Linked DNA regions of Bombyx mori: region 1 is linked to region 2. A link is a contact called in public Hi-C data. All regions are on one chromosome and are shown on one strand. The core of a region is the stretch at or near the end of the contact, and the rest is flanking DNA. Distances in the headings are between cores, read along the strand shown. Region 1 holds the start of LOC101746959 (N-terminal Xaa-Pro-Lys N-methyltransferase 1). Region 2 overlaps LOC101747091 (serine/arginine repetitive matrix protein 1).

The links. A called contact is a pair of places that touch in the nucleus more often than the background predicts.
Region 1: a contact with region 2 is called in a Hi-C map of middle silk gland, with 2.3 times the contacts expected there. The contact joins the promoter of LOC101746959 here to the enhancer-like site in region 2. A contact is called at or near these places in 2 of 7 Hi-C or Micro-C datasets (middle silk gland and whole pupa).

What each region holds. Positions count from the first base shown.
Region 1 is chr8:7,608,511-7,616,121 of ASM3026992v2, forward strand. LOC101746959 (N-terminal Xaa-Pro-Lys N-methyltransferase 1) reads right to left here and starts at 2,119. Exons shown (of 1, transcript XM_004932056.5): 1 at 1,390-2,119. The coding sequence starts at 2,067. The coding sequence ends at 1,408. It overlaps LOC101747091 (serine/arginine repetitive matrix protein 1), which reads left to right. Exons shown (of 12, transcript XM_012695519.4): 7 at 2,225-2,377; 8 at 2,793-2,894; 9 at 3,350-3,500; 10 at 3,615-3,701. It also overlaps a transcript of UGT39C1 not described here.
Region 2 is chr8:7,492,960-7,500,129 of ASM3026992v2, forward strand. All of the region lies in intron 2 of LOC101747091 (serine/arginine repetitive matrix protein 1), which reads left to right. It also overlaps a transcript of UGT39C1 not described here. Among protein-coding and RNA genes, the nearest start is that of LOC119628825, 40 kb to the left of the region's middle. Within about 2 kb of position 4,127, at least 1 of the 8 cell types and tissues checked has open chromatin away from gene starts, as enhancers often do.

The DNA of each region.
Region 1 (7,611 bases), core at 869-3,368, 110 kb after region 2:
TTCCAAGTGAAATTATTTTATTTTTAATGAAATAATTTGTATTTTAATATTTATTAACTACTAGCGGCCCACTCCGGCTCCGCTCAGGTCTTTAACAAAAATTTCAACGATATTTGACGTTGTTTTATTTTTTAAAATAAAAGAACACTTATTGCGGCATAATTATAATAGTTAGACATACGCTGTCGCGACACTTTTTGTAAATAATAATGTGTTACAAAGTCGTAGTAGGTATGTTATTTTATTCTATCATCAATAGTTTTCGTAGGGCGCGCGATGTAAAGAATATTTTAGGTAATTTTTTTACACCTTGGGTTACATTATTGGAGTTTTAGTAAGGATGCCTAATTTTTAAAAAAAAAGATTTTATCACTCGGGAATTGTGTAGCTTCCAAACAGTGAAAGAATTATGCAAATCGGTTCAGTAGTTTCGGAGCCTATTCAATACAAACAAACAAACAAACCTTTCCTCTTGATAATATTAGTATAGATATTTGAGATTGTAACGGTTCCATCTCGCGGTTATTGTTTTCCGACTTCGATCGCTATAGTTTTCGTAGTCACGGACGACGGAAATCTAAATTTCTACAAAACCTATCCGTTGCGATTTACGTTTCTCTGCACGCAGAGAGTACTACATATGCGGTAGTATTATGTATGAGAGGTCGAGCAGTTTGTTCGATTTGGGTATTCATCTTCACGACAAGAGGCTCCCAAGTGTTAGATACGCGGTAACCATCTTCTCAATCAAAGGTAGGGTATTTTTAATTTGAATGGCCTCGCCTAGAGTGCTTGGGTTAAACTCTATTTTTAAATCTAGTAGGTATTTTTCTCTGGTATGTTGATAAACCGCAGACTTGTGTGCTCGGTTGCCCTTGACATCCACAATATGTTCCTTAATTCTGACTTAATTGTGACACAGTCATAGTTCAATTTATCAATAAGAAGCATGGACAAGTATTTTAAATTCTTTTTCTATTTACTTATAATAACTGGTCAAAGTTCTTGGCTCCGTTTTTTTTATGTCGTCCATAAGACAATTTAATAGACGCACGCAAGAAAATATTGTGATGTTACAGCTGATAATTTGAACAGCAATTTTATTCCTCAGACCTAGTTTAAAGTAAAGCTCAAGACGTCAAATTCCGTCAGTTCCTACAATAGGTCTATAGGCTGATTATGTTGCGCTATCCTTGCGGTTTCTGCGCCAAGAATTTCGTAACAAAACACTAAAACGGTGAATGCACTTGCGGATCTTGTTGCGACGCCACGCTGCGCCCGGGATCCTACTTTATTTAACGACATCATCACGAATCCCGGCCACGACTTGCCACTTCATCAAAGTAAATACAGCAACCTTAAAAAAAAATGAGAAGATTTCAAATCATAAATGTTTAAACGTAAAATTTATTGCACCGGAGATAAAGCGAAGCAATGTATTGGGTAAATGTCTTCTGGAAAGCCATACTGTATATCGGAATGAATTATTCGAAGGTTAACTTGATCAAAAATTTTCGTCATCAGTTCAAGTGGTCGTGTCATAGATGAATCATCTTCGTCGTATTCAACTTCTTTAGATGTTGTTATATTTTCTTTAATAATTATTAAACCATTTTTGGATAGTGCTTCTTTGCTTCGGCTTAAGAACTTTATGAGATCGGAGTCATTTAAATGTCCAAGCACCCATTGGCACCAGATAACGTCATAGTTTTTGTGCGGTCTAAAGTTTTGAAGTCCAGTCTGGTACAGGGTTCCTAGCTTCGTAACGTCATCACCGATATTAATCTTAGCTTCGGTAATGAACTTTAAATCCGGTTCCACGAGGTCTATTTTTTCGAAATAATGAATCAGCAAGTGTTTTGTTACCCGCCCAATACCAGCCCCGCAATCGAGAGCAAGTTTTGTGGCCGGCGGATTAGCGGAACTTAGCACTTTGTTTAAAAACGCCCTAGATCCATCAATGTCAATGTCGGAGAAGTTACCAAAGCCACCGAGTACTCCATCTATTGTTGCCGGCACATTAGCCCAATATATAGCGGCTTTTTTATAAAAATCTTTCTCGGTCATTATTCCACATTTTTGACAGCGTCGTGAGACGTCATACAATTATAAGAGAAATTGAATGAAATCACGAAATTAGGCACCAACCTTTTTGCTTGCCACATTAAGAGTAGTTAATAACTCTGTGAGATTATTGATATATATATTTTTCTTTTTGTTAAAGGCACTGATAGCAGCAGTCAATGAAACTAAAGAAGAGGACATCCGAGATGCTTTGAAGTTGCAGACCGAGCAGCAATTGGCTCTGGTGCCACGAGGTCCTATAATCATTAAGGATACTGTGGCGTACAATACTACAATCAACACTGATGACACGGTACGTAAACGAATACACCCTGGAAGAGTAAATTATAAAAGAAAGGTGATGAAATATTCAAGAAGACTTTTTAAACGTTACTGGTTTATTTTACCTAATAATTACGACGTAGATAAGTTGAAAAAAAAAACGCGTGAAAATGATGTAGCTTAGTAAAATTAAGTGCTATTACAGAATTCTACATAGTCATCCAACATAGACTGTGTTATATCTCTATCTATTGTGTAACTCAGTTTGAGTCAATATTTGAGGCTGAGTAAGCCCGTAAAACTTTGACAAAAAAGACTTTTTCGTTCCATTTTGTGATATTTTGATGCTATGTTTACTTTTACGCAATATTAGATTAATGGTCAAGTAATTATGAAAAAGTGAATTCAGAAATGTTATTTACCATTTATAAAATTCTTTTGAACAGAAAGAACTGCGTGCGTTGGGTCCTGATGGGACGATTGTGACACAAACATTTCACACGAAAGAACAAGAAAGAGTCTGCGACGAGGAACTATCCAAGAACGAGGTAAATTATGAACACTGCCTTAGTTCAAAAAAACTTACTTTTTTAAATACATTTTGTACTACAACTGAATATTAAACAATAGGATCAAATTACTCCGAATGTAAATAGATAATGCAAATAGATCTTGGTTCGTATTCTGTAAAATTTACTGGTGGTAGGACCTCTTGTGAGTCCGCACGGGTAGGTACCACCACGCCGCCTATTTCTGCCGTGAAGCAGTAATGCGTTTCGGTTTGAAGGGTGGGGTAGCCGTTGTAACTATACTGAGACCTAAGAACTTATATCTCAAGGTAGGTGGCGCATTTACGTTGTAGATGTCTATGGGCTCCACTAACCACTTAACACCAGGTGGGCTGTGAGCTCATCTATCCATGTAAGCAATAAAAAAAATTGTTCGTTTAGGTGCATACACTTCTTTTTGATTTTTAAAAAACCTGAAAGAATTTCAATTATAGGTGAAGTCACTGGCGAGCGACGCGAGCCTGGTGGAAGAGGTAGGAGGTACAGAACGGCGCAAAAGGGTCGAGCTTGAGAAGAGTACCGACCTCATGGCGGGAGGACTGCGAGTCCCTCATACTGTACATTCAAAAAATCGCATTGAAGAAGGTAATTTAATAAAATATTTAATAAAAGAATTAGAAAGAAAAAGAATAATTTAATAAAAGATTTATGTAAATAGACGGATTGTACAAATTTTTTAAACATTTGTCGTTTTCGCAGTTGAAAGAGAAGGGCAACCAAACATGGATGACGATTGGGATAGTTTGTCAGTGAGATTGCGACGCCAGCGACGCCTTCGTCACAATGGTAAGGAAGAGAATAATGTTTTACAACCGAGACAACAGATGGCGCTGTTAGTTAGCTTATGCTATTCGCCACTAGATGGTGCTTGAGGAACTTAGTTCACAAAATTTCTATAGATGGCAGTGTTTTAAAAATTATAAATCGTAGTTAGAAATGCCCTTTGCGTTAAAAAACGCGTGGATTCGATTAGTTTATGATGGTTATTTACAAGTTCTTGCTTTCTCGTCTCACATTACTAGTATTATTACTATCTAAGAATAATTCGTTAAATGTCATCAGTATCTAAGGGAGTTAGGAGTTAGGTACCAATTCGGTAGTTAGGTAGGAAAATAGTTGTGAGCATTACGGATGAAAATATTATAAGGTAGTCGTCGCCCGAAACATCTTTTGTCGGATCCCCCGGATCCACTCACTGTGCTTTTAGACCTCACAAGCACCGGTCACCATCGTCGAATACGACGAAGAGTTCGACGAGCGAACTAACCCATAGACACAGCCCACTGAGTTTCTCGCCGGATCTTCTCAGTGGGTCGCGACTCCGATCCGGTGGTAGATTCTGCGAAGCACTGCTCTTGTTAGGGCCAGTGCTAGCAAATTCTCTCAGGTTGAGCCCGTGAGCTTACCTACCGGTCCGGGCGTAGCTGGAATAAACCTCTTAGGTTACCAGCGAATAGGTAGAAATAAAAAAAGGTAGCGGTTGTAGTTGGTCAGGACGAATTAAGTGTTCTTGCCTTAATTGATAATATATTCGATATGTTGGTATCAAGTTGGTTGGTTGGTATCAAGTGATGCGACGATACCGGCTCTCAAATTTGGAAGGCAGCTGCGAATTTTTCAAGAAAATCGTACCTCGCAGTCCCAACACGCCTTCACTAACAATGAAGGAAGACGTCGTGTCATAAAAATCAACCTGAAGACGTACGAATAGATATATCGCTTCGGGTCTAAAGAAGGGTATAAATGAAAGTTCGAACTCATCTATGAAGATGGTGTGGTGTCTATGATCTTCGGTTGCCCCCTAATACGCTTTAAGCTCGTTCGTCCATAACCAACATTTACGAAAAGTAAAGGTTACAAAGTCTTTTTTTTTATTGCCTAGATGGGTGGACGAGCATGTGCATGTACACAAACAAATCAACAAAAAAAATACATTCAATAATATTAAAATACCATCGTCACCAATAAAGCATTTTGTAGGAAGTAACTGAATGAGATATTGAAAATTTTCATGTTGGCCGTTGGCGTCATACCGTCGCCTCGAGGGCAAAGAATATCATGCGAAGCTATAACATTACGAAACGAGGTTTACCAAATCAGTTCATTCAAAGTATCGCACCAAAATAGGAGTGTAGTACCTGTATCTTTAGTTTGAAATCGTTATGTTAATAATTCGACATTGTGGCCATTTTAGTGTCAAGTCGACGGCCTTGGTCGAGAGTCTGTTCCGTATAACTTGTCCAAGTGCTCATAGATATACATCGTAACGATTTCTACAAGACATTTAATTTCAAACATCGTAAAATTTAATTGTGAAGTGAACGAAAACAAAAAAAAAGTGTGGTAGGTACGTACGCAATTTTTTGTAAGTCAATTTAAAATTTCGAAAATGTACGCGATTTGCATGAATTTGCTCTTTAACGATAATGAAAACAAGCTTTAACGCTTTCAAATAATAATGTAACTTATGATTCAACTTATGAGACGAAAAAAAAACATTTGTCCAATCACACAGTTTTCTATTAGATTTACGATTATCTCAACGCAATGGTAACATATTATTGTTTTCTTAACAACATTATATGTATTTAAAAAAATCAAATCGAGAAGTATTACTAGATTGATATTGTATTTTTTTAATTATAAAGCCACCCGCTGCCTTTCGCTGAAGACTCCGCTAACTTCATTCGAAGAAGGACATCTTATATTAAACAGATTTACTAACATGTCTCTAGTATTATATGCATAGTAATATATGGTAACAAGAAAATAAAAAGTGCGTAAAAGGATGTCTTTGTATCATATTAAAGAACAGCTGAAATTTGACAGGGTAGACCAATACTATGTGTGTCTGACGTGATACAGTTATGCGGTCCGCACTAAATAATGTGTCAGTCGATACAATCTAGACTTTGTCCTCGTGTCTCAAAGTACGTAATCGTATATACGTTTCACGTCTATGGATTGTAAGCACAATCCATAGACGGCAGCTTGACTGTATTATAAAAAAAAAAAACATTTCGCATATATTAGAATCAAATAGGCATTATATTATGATAATTCTATACTAGGATTGTCTGGTATGCGTCGTGTGTGTTCAAATTCGTTTTTAATACGCTTTTATTAGCTTTAGATGTAACATGTATGTTTGTAAAGGAATCTTTGAACATGGTTTTGACTCCCTTCAAAACGTCGGATTAACTCGAAATTTGGTATACTTATTCAGGAGTAAAGACAAATAAATTTTAAAAAAAAATTGAAAATTAATGACTATTGAAAAAATTGAAATTCAACCACAAAATGAAAAATAAATAATAGTATAAAAAAAACTATTATAACAAAATACGCTTTTATAGAAAATCCAACTAAAAAATATAAAATAAATTTTAATATAAATGAATTAAAAATAGTGTAAGAAAAAATGAATTTATTGTAATAAAAGCGTGGGGTTGCTCACTTAATACAAAATAGGTAAACAAGTTTTTTCGGGACACTAGTTATAGGAATGGTACATAGCAAACTTATCGTAGTAATTAATTAATTTTGTTGTTAACTTCACTAAAACACGTTCGTGAACAATAAATAGGTCGTATTGTCTCTATTTGAACAAACAAACTAAAAATCAGACATGTTACCCAATTTCACAGAAATCATTATTAATCTCTGAATTGCGAATCATCTCGTAAATAAATTTGCTTCATACCTTAAAGCACGTTTACTTTATTTTATGAATTTCATTACCACGAATAAAATTCAATAGAACAATAACTGTGAGTATAAAAACAAAACGTTTTGATAGTGTACAATAATAGAGTATTGCTGAAATAAATGACGGCTGGTAAACACCAAGGCAATTGTTTTTAACATGTAATCACGTGCGGGCTTGAGGTCATTAAAAACATTATTTAGATCGAATCGAGATATTAGCGTAAGCTATCATTTCATATAACGTGTATGTTGCAAGCTCGTATGCGACTCATTAACTACCCTACCAGTAATGAAGCAAAGTTATAAAATTTTGCGGATGTCACTTTAATTATCCTTAGCTATTTCTTCAATGTGGAAGTCGCTGATGTACACGAACTCTCAGACACAGCCCACCGAGTTTGTAGCCGGATCTTCTCAGTGGGTCGTGTTTCCGGATCGGTGGTAGATTCTGCGAAGCACGACTCTTGCTAGGGTTCGTGTTAGCATCGTCGTCAGGTTTGAGCCCCGTGAGCTCACCTACTAGTTACGGTTACGCTGGAATAGCCGCTCTAGGCTACCAGCTTAGGTAGGAAAAAAAAATGTACACGTGTTAAATCCTTATTTTCTTAGATGGGTTGGCCCTGGCGGCATTGGAACTTCGTTATTGTGGCATCGTTTGATAGGAATACATTTAAGCACTCTAAGCAATAAAAAAAAAAAAAACTAGGATTAGGATTAGGGACCCCGGTAACCGTACTCGTCGAACTCGACAAAGAGTTCGACGTACAACCTAACCCATGAATCAGCTCGCTGAGTTTCTCGCCGGATCTCAGCGGGTCGCGATTGCGATACGGTAGTAGATTCATTCGCGGAGCAGCTGCTCTTGAGTTGTTAGGTCTCCGTCGGAGGCGCTCGGGCAGCTGTTAGCAAATCCCACCCCTCCTGGCTGAGCCTTTGCTCGCCCACCTGTCCGGGTGAAACTGGAAAGGTCTCCGGTGCCAGCAGTAAT
Region 2 (7,170 bases), core at 2,877-5,376:
CACGTTGATTGGTCAGAATGACGGATCTAAAAAGTGTCGTGACAACTTTTCGTAAGAATTTTTTCCGTCTAGCCCCCTTTCACAACGCGCGATAAGGAACTTCGTTCCAATAATCAGTATTTAACATTGTTAGAATATCAGTACTCTTCACAGATTACAGTCAAGTTACTATGTTCCTCACAGGGCGTTGCGTCCTACCTCCAACATAATCGGAGCTTTAGCTGCTAGGTTTAACATTTCTTACTAAGACTGTGATATTGAACACAAAACCTTATTTGTATATTTATTTACGTATGCATTTTACATATTATGCGGTTCTTTTCAATTATCTATATTACATAAATAGTGTAGTTTAAACAACAATGTATGTATGTTGTTTGTAAGATGGCTGCGATATTGTTTTACAAATTGAATGAAATTCACTGCGAAGGATGGATACAATTATTTATGACAGGATTATCTTTGTATGAATACAGTTTTATTGTGGTAAAAATCTGTATTCTGTTGTGGCGATAAGAAACTGCGGAATTATTTAAACATTGTTTATGTTTTTCGAGAAACCTATAATAAAAAAAGGTGTCGTGGCCTAAAGGATAAGAAGACGTTCGGTGCATTCGTGTTGAGCGATGCACCGATGTTCGAATCCCAGGCGGGTACCAATTTTTCTAATGAAATACGTCACAAATGTTCACGATTTACTTCCACGGTGAAAGAATACCATCGTGTAATAAAAATCAAACCCGCAGAATTATATTTTACGTATTATTGGTGGTAGGTCCTCTTGTGAGTCCGCGCGGGTAGGTACCACCGTCCTGCCTATTTCTGCCGTGAAGCAGTAATGCGTTTCGGTCTGAAGGGTAGGGCAGCCGTTGTAACTATACTGAGATCTTAGAACTTATATTTTAAGGTGGGTGGCGCATTTACGTTGTAGATGTCTATGGGCTCCAGTAACCACTTAAACACCAGGTGGGCTGTGAGCTCGTCCCTTCGATCAACAATAGTTACTATTGTTGATCGAAGGCTCGTCCACTCATCTAAGCAATAAAAAAAAACTTAACGTGCGTAGAGGCAGTAGTAATATTACGACTCAGTACTATATACATATTAGTAAAATGCACAAACTAAACACCGATTCTTCAAGCTAATCAGTTATCGCCTTGACACGAGGCTACCAAAACATCTGTTAGTAACACTACATCGTATCGACTTAGTGATTGCCCCACTGTGAGAATGGAAAATGTCCATAATAAGCTAAACAGACGTACAATCCAACTGCATACAATGGTTTAGTAGTGCTCTGTGGTTCTCAGCTTCCGACGGCCGGCCTCGTGACGCTTGTTATCACTACTGCAATTAAAAAAAAAAACAGAATACAAAATTAAAACCCTATTAGACTATTGTGGTGAAGTGATCGTGACAGAAGTGCCTTTAATTTTTTTAAAGTGCGATCAAAGTGTATTATTATTAAATTGTTGTGCTTGTTATTGAATCGTTAGGCGTGAAAATGCCTGAATCATTATCGTATTATGGTTTAGCTGTAGATAGGAACCTTGGCGATTTAAAAAATTTATTAAGAACGATCTAATTAAGCATTCAGTGTTACGGCGTGGTTTTCTCACGAACCAATATTGGATTCGTGAATGGAAATCTCATATGATTCGTTTTAAGAGCTCATTTATACTAATAGATAGTTTCTAGATATTTTTTGAATATTATGAAGAATTGCAATAAAATTCAAAAGTGTTTTGAAACAAAAATTTGTAATGCAAAAATATCGAATCAGTAAAACAAATTGCATTAAAACTTTTTTTTCTAATTCATAATACCATTGAACAGTAACCTTAGCAATTCTATTTAGTTAGGTAATAATAATTAAAGCCATAAAAGGCAGAATTACAATGCGTTAAAAATAAATTCCCATTTGAATGTTAACTTTAGAAGGAACCAGAGGTATTATCATGGTTTACAATTGATAAAAACATTTGTTATTTATTAAGCTGTATTCATGATTCTTTAAGCGCCAATACAGGGTTTTCTAAATTGATTGTACATACTAATAATAATTAATACTTAGTATTTTAATAAATCATGTATGAACTTAGATCTTTTTGTAGCTACTTTTTGTGTATGAAACTTGAGTATCTGTTGGGCTTTTGCTATTTGCCTCCATTTGCACACATATTTTGATCTTGAACCCTACAAAGCAAGACTTACAGACAAGTTAGTTTTCTGAAGTTAATAAATTTTGCGTATTCAATAACTTTAGGGTTAATATAATTTTTATTGATTGAATTCCTGTACGCGACTTCAGTAAGATAATTAGTTTCTGCTATTTACGTAACATTAAAGGCTACTACTATAACGTAGTGTATGTGCTATTTACGCGACATCGTACCTAGATAAAAAATTACGCAATACCGTTCAAACTCAGTAGCGAATATTTAAGAATAGCCAGTTGACATTGCCTCGTTTGTGGGAGCGCCATTTTATGTAAATTCCACTTGTAACTACCGCATTTCTACGTTGCGTCAATTTCGAGCGTTAATCAGTGGTAAGAAGGTCGGGCAGGTACGGACGTGGGAGGATCAGTGATAACATTTTTATACAATTATCTAAAACTCTAAAATTTCCATTTTTAAATATTCATTGACAATTTCGTTATGTAATGCGTATTTCCTTTAAACGCTTGCTATTTTCTTACAAGAAAAACAGTTTTATAATTTCAAATATTCCAAGTTCTGAATTGATTTGATTTAAGTTAAATTTTCGTTTTATCATCATTATTATCCTGCCCTTCTCCCAGTCACTTGGGGTCGGCGCAACATGTTTTCTCCTTCCATACTCTTCTACCATTTCTTCGCTCACTCCCCACTTACCCATATCGCCTTTCGCGCAATCCATCCATTTCTTCTTAGGTCTACCTCTTCCTCTATATCCTTCCACATTCATAGTTCACACTTTCTTACCAACCTCATTTTCATTTCGTCTCATCACATGTCCGTTCCATCCCAAACGCGCACTCCTCAGCTTCTCTGTCAGAGGTGCCACTTTCAGACTTCCTCTAATATATTCATTCCGTATTCTATCCATTCTCGTTACTCCGCACATCCATCGCAACATTCGCATCTCTGCTGCATGCAATCGTCTTTGATCCGCCACTTTTGTTGGATATTATTAACTTAAATTTTCGTTTTAATCACTCTTAATTAATCCTGTTCTTCAGCCTGTCTCAAATAGCCTCATTTTCACGGGCCAAGCTGGACTCGTGAGTTTACGATTTACATAGTCTTAAGCAATAGCTTTCTAGTATCGATTCGGGGTTGGTCTACACTAAATTTAATTTATTACCAAAATAATGGTACGGTATAACGCGACAAAAACAATTTTAGTGCTTTCGAATTTTCGGTGGCAGTTCCAAATGTTAAATAAAATGTGGCTGGTTTATCCGTATTTGGAACGGGCATTAGTCGGTGTATTCACCTTGCATTCGGGATCGCCTTGCGGTGACTCATATGACATTCGATATGTGGACATTGTGGCCACCAGAGCGACGCGGTTCGTGTGACAGTGCCTTTTTGTATGGTGCCGATTTTTTATTCATTTCGAAACTTGTGATAGATAGATATCGATTACCGAATCGATACTTCATTTCGTTGAACCAGAGTCAGTTTTTTTTATTAATTAATCGGGACAAAGGAGGTCGTTGTTCGTCTAATGTTAAGGTTATCGCAGCCCTAAGCATAAGATCGCTTTTGAAGTAATTACGTGTTATATAATACTAGTTCACCTCCACGTCACACCAACTTCAGTAAATAAAGCAAATATTCTGGCAGGCTGATACCGTTACTGTCGTTTTGTCTATACCATCGCGTAGCAATCACTCGTCCTGATTAGCTGTTAGCGGTAGTTTGGAAAGCTGCCCTCCCGGTTGGGCCTTGAGTTTAATTATCTCGGTAAAACTGGAAAGGCCTTTCGAGATTCCCGCATCTCAAAAAAAGGTTAGGGCTTCGAAAATTGATACACTGTTAGTAAATTAACTATTGATTGTTCAGGTTTTCCTCATAGCAAACGACCAGGAAGCATTAAGGTATAGAATCGCATGTTAATTCTATACGAAAACTACGTAGAACAAAGCATGTCTGAGCTTTGGTCACGTAATTCTAATATAACAATATTGTCATGCACACAATATGTTTGATGCATTGTGTTTATTTAATATTAAGGTACGATAATACGATTCATCAATTCCGGTTAAGAATTTCAATGGAAAAGGAATGCGTTTTGAGAATGTTTTTTTAAGTTCTGTAAGCTGAACTCTGAGATAAGCCTTGTAAGAACGTTTTTGTCCAAAATCAACAATGGTGTTGGGACTGTTGGGAGTGTCAATTCTAAATCGCAATTATTTACAAGTGTAGAGTTTAGAATTCAATTAAAATCTAATATTATGAAACCTTAGAAATCGTAGTTTTTCAGATCTACTCAATCTCGTGTAATATCAGTAAAATTTGACGATGTTTTGTTTTTTTTTTCTAAAATTTTTATAATTGGAGTTTACTCCTTTAGAATCGATTTACATATATAGGCCCGGGGTATGAAAATTATGGGGACCAAAATCGTACTAGCATGTCACACGAAATGCGTTATGCGCCTGATTGCGCATGTCACACGAAATGCGTTATCGCAGGTGACGCCGGGCTGCTGCGCCGGCAGTCCGCCACAAAGCCTCGTACTGATCGCGCGTTTCTCTCATTATTGTATTTTCATATATTTGTTAGTCGTTTGTTTTGTGTCTCGTTAATTTGTTAATAATCTGTAGTGTATCGTGTTGTCGTAATATAGAACTATTTCTCGTATTGTTTCGTTTAATTTTTTATATCCAGTAAACTCCAGTCGTGCGTCGGAGCGGACACACACACTTTTTTTTTACTAATTTTACTAATTTATACACTGCCTTCAGCTCTAATACTAGGGGCAGGCTTAGGGACCCCGGTAACCGTACTCGTCGAACTCGACAAAGAGGTCGACGTGCAACCTAACCCATGCATCAGCCCGCTGAGTTTCTCGCCGGATCTTCTCAGCGGGTCGCGATTCCGATCCGGTAGTAGATTCATTCGCGAAACAATTGCTCTTGAGTTGTTAGGTCTCCTTCGGAGGCGCTCGGGCAGTTGTTAGCAAATCCCACCCCTCTTGGCTGAGCCTTTGCTCGCCCACCTGTCCTGGTGAAACTGGAAAGGCCTTCGGGCCACCAGTAAACTTTCAATCATAAAAAAAAAAAAAAAAAATTATACACACGTACCTTGCCTTCATTCCCGCAAAGCCATTCACCGCCTTTTGCCTTTTTCTCTTTTTTTTTCTTTTCTTTTTTTTGTATTTCATTTTATTTTATTTGATGTGAAAGGCAATAAATAATTTTTATTATTTATTGTTATTTTATTATTATTATACGTAATATTGAGGATTCAGTTTATGATTACGTAAAGAAAACGATCTATTTATTATCGGAGAAAAAACTATGTTTAGCTCTGAGGGACGAAGACAGAAAATGTATTTTTGGGCTTGTTTGTTTTAATTTCATTTTTCATCCATATTCATTCTTTAAGATATACTAGTGGTCCCGCAGTAGTCGAAATTCGACTATAATTAATTGAAGTTATAAGTTTGAACATTATTATGGTTCCATTGTCAAAGACTATTATGCTTCTGTAATCACAGATTTCGCCAAAATTACACTATAGACAAATAATATTAAAGACTAACAATATTGATCTATTCTCAATTGGATCACAGGCTAAACAATAAACAAAAGAGTATATATGAGTGTGTGTGTGTGTGTCAAATACATGGCAGGGTGTGTAATGCTTTTTTTTTATGTGATGCACCATTTATGCCTAATAAAAAAAATAGCATTGAGCACTCCTTCTCGATATTCTCTATAAGTGTGGAAAATTTCATACTCCTCCGTCCGCGCAAATTTCGTAAAAAGGAGTACAGCGTTTTTGCTTCACGTATTAATATATAGATAAGTATATGTCACTTAAGTTAGGTGTATTGAACTAATAACTTGATGTATTACCAAACTTAAGTAATACTTTTGCTTGAAAGCAACAAATATACTGCTCATTAAAACAAGTGTCAACGACTCACCACGTTTCATAGTAGAGGTAAAATTTCTGTACAGTGCATTCGTATTTTAAAACTTTTTTGCATAATTTTATGCAAAATGGAAATTGCTATTGTATTGCTTATTATGGGACATTAAAATTCGGAGAAATATTGTTGTTGATGTTATGCGTAGTTTTAAATTTGAAGTAAATAACCTTTTGAAGTTCAAAGGTGATCGACGGTAAACCGACAGTAAATAAAACTCGTTTGTATATTTTACAGCTAGTATTTGGTCACTGGTTTAACCGTCGACGTCGCCCAAAGCGCGTCATCACGGATCCTCCTGATCCATTAACGGTGCTTTTAGGCACTACAACCACCGGTCACCGTCCTCGTCGAACCCGTCGCTTGCGACGAAGGGCTCGACGAGCGAATTAGCCCATAGACACAGCCCACTGATTTTCTCGCCGGATCTTCTCAGTGGGTCGCGTTTCCGATCCGGTGGTAGATTCTGCGAAGCATGGCTCTTGCTAGGGCCAGTGTTAGCAACACTCCCGGTTCCAGCCCGTGAACTCATCTACACATCAAGGAGAAGCTGAAATAGCCTCTCAAGGCTAGGTAGCCTATCATACAATCGAATTGGTATTAACGAAATTAATTTTCAACATTAATTTTAATAACATTAATTTTGAACTGGAAAACAACATATTCTGGCACGTTCCACAATATCGCTCCATATTAGAACTGCTGTCGATTTCAGACACGATAATTAATAGCCTATTACGAATTATGAGCTTAATAAAAATACTTTTTTTAATTGTGTAGAAGGATGAACAAGCTCACTGCCCATCTGTTGTAGCTACCAGTGCTCATAGAGATTATAACGTAAATACAATACCTATCTTGTAATATGAGATTGAAGTCTCAGTTTGCATTGTATATCCCTTGTGCTGCCCTTCAAACAGGAATACATTACTGATTCGCTACAGAAATAAGCAATATGGATTCGCCTATCCATGCGGGCTTACAATACGCCCTACCATTAGCTCAAATCCCTGCGGATAAGGG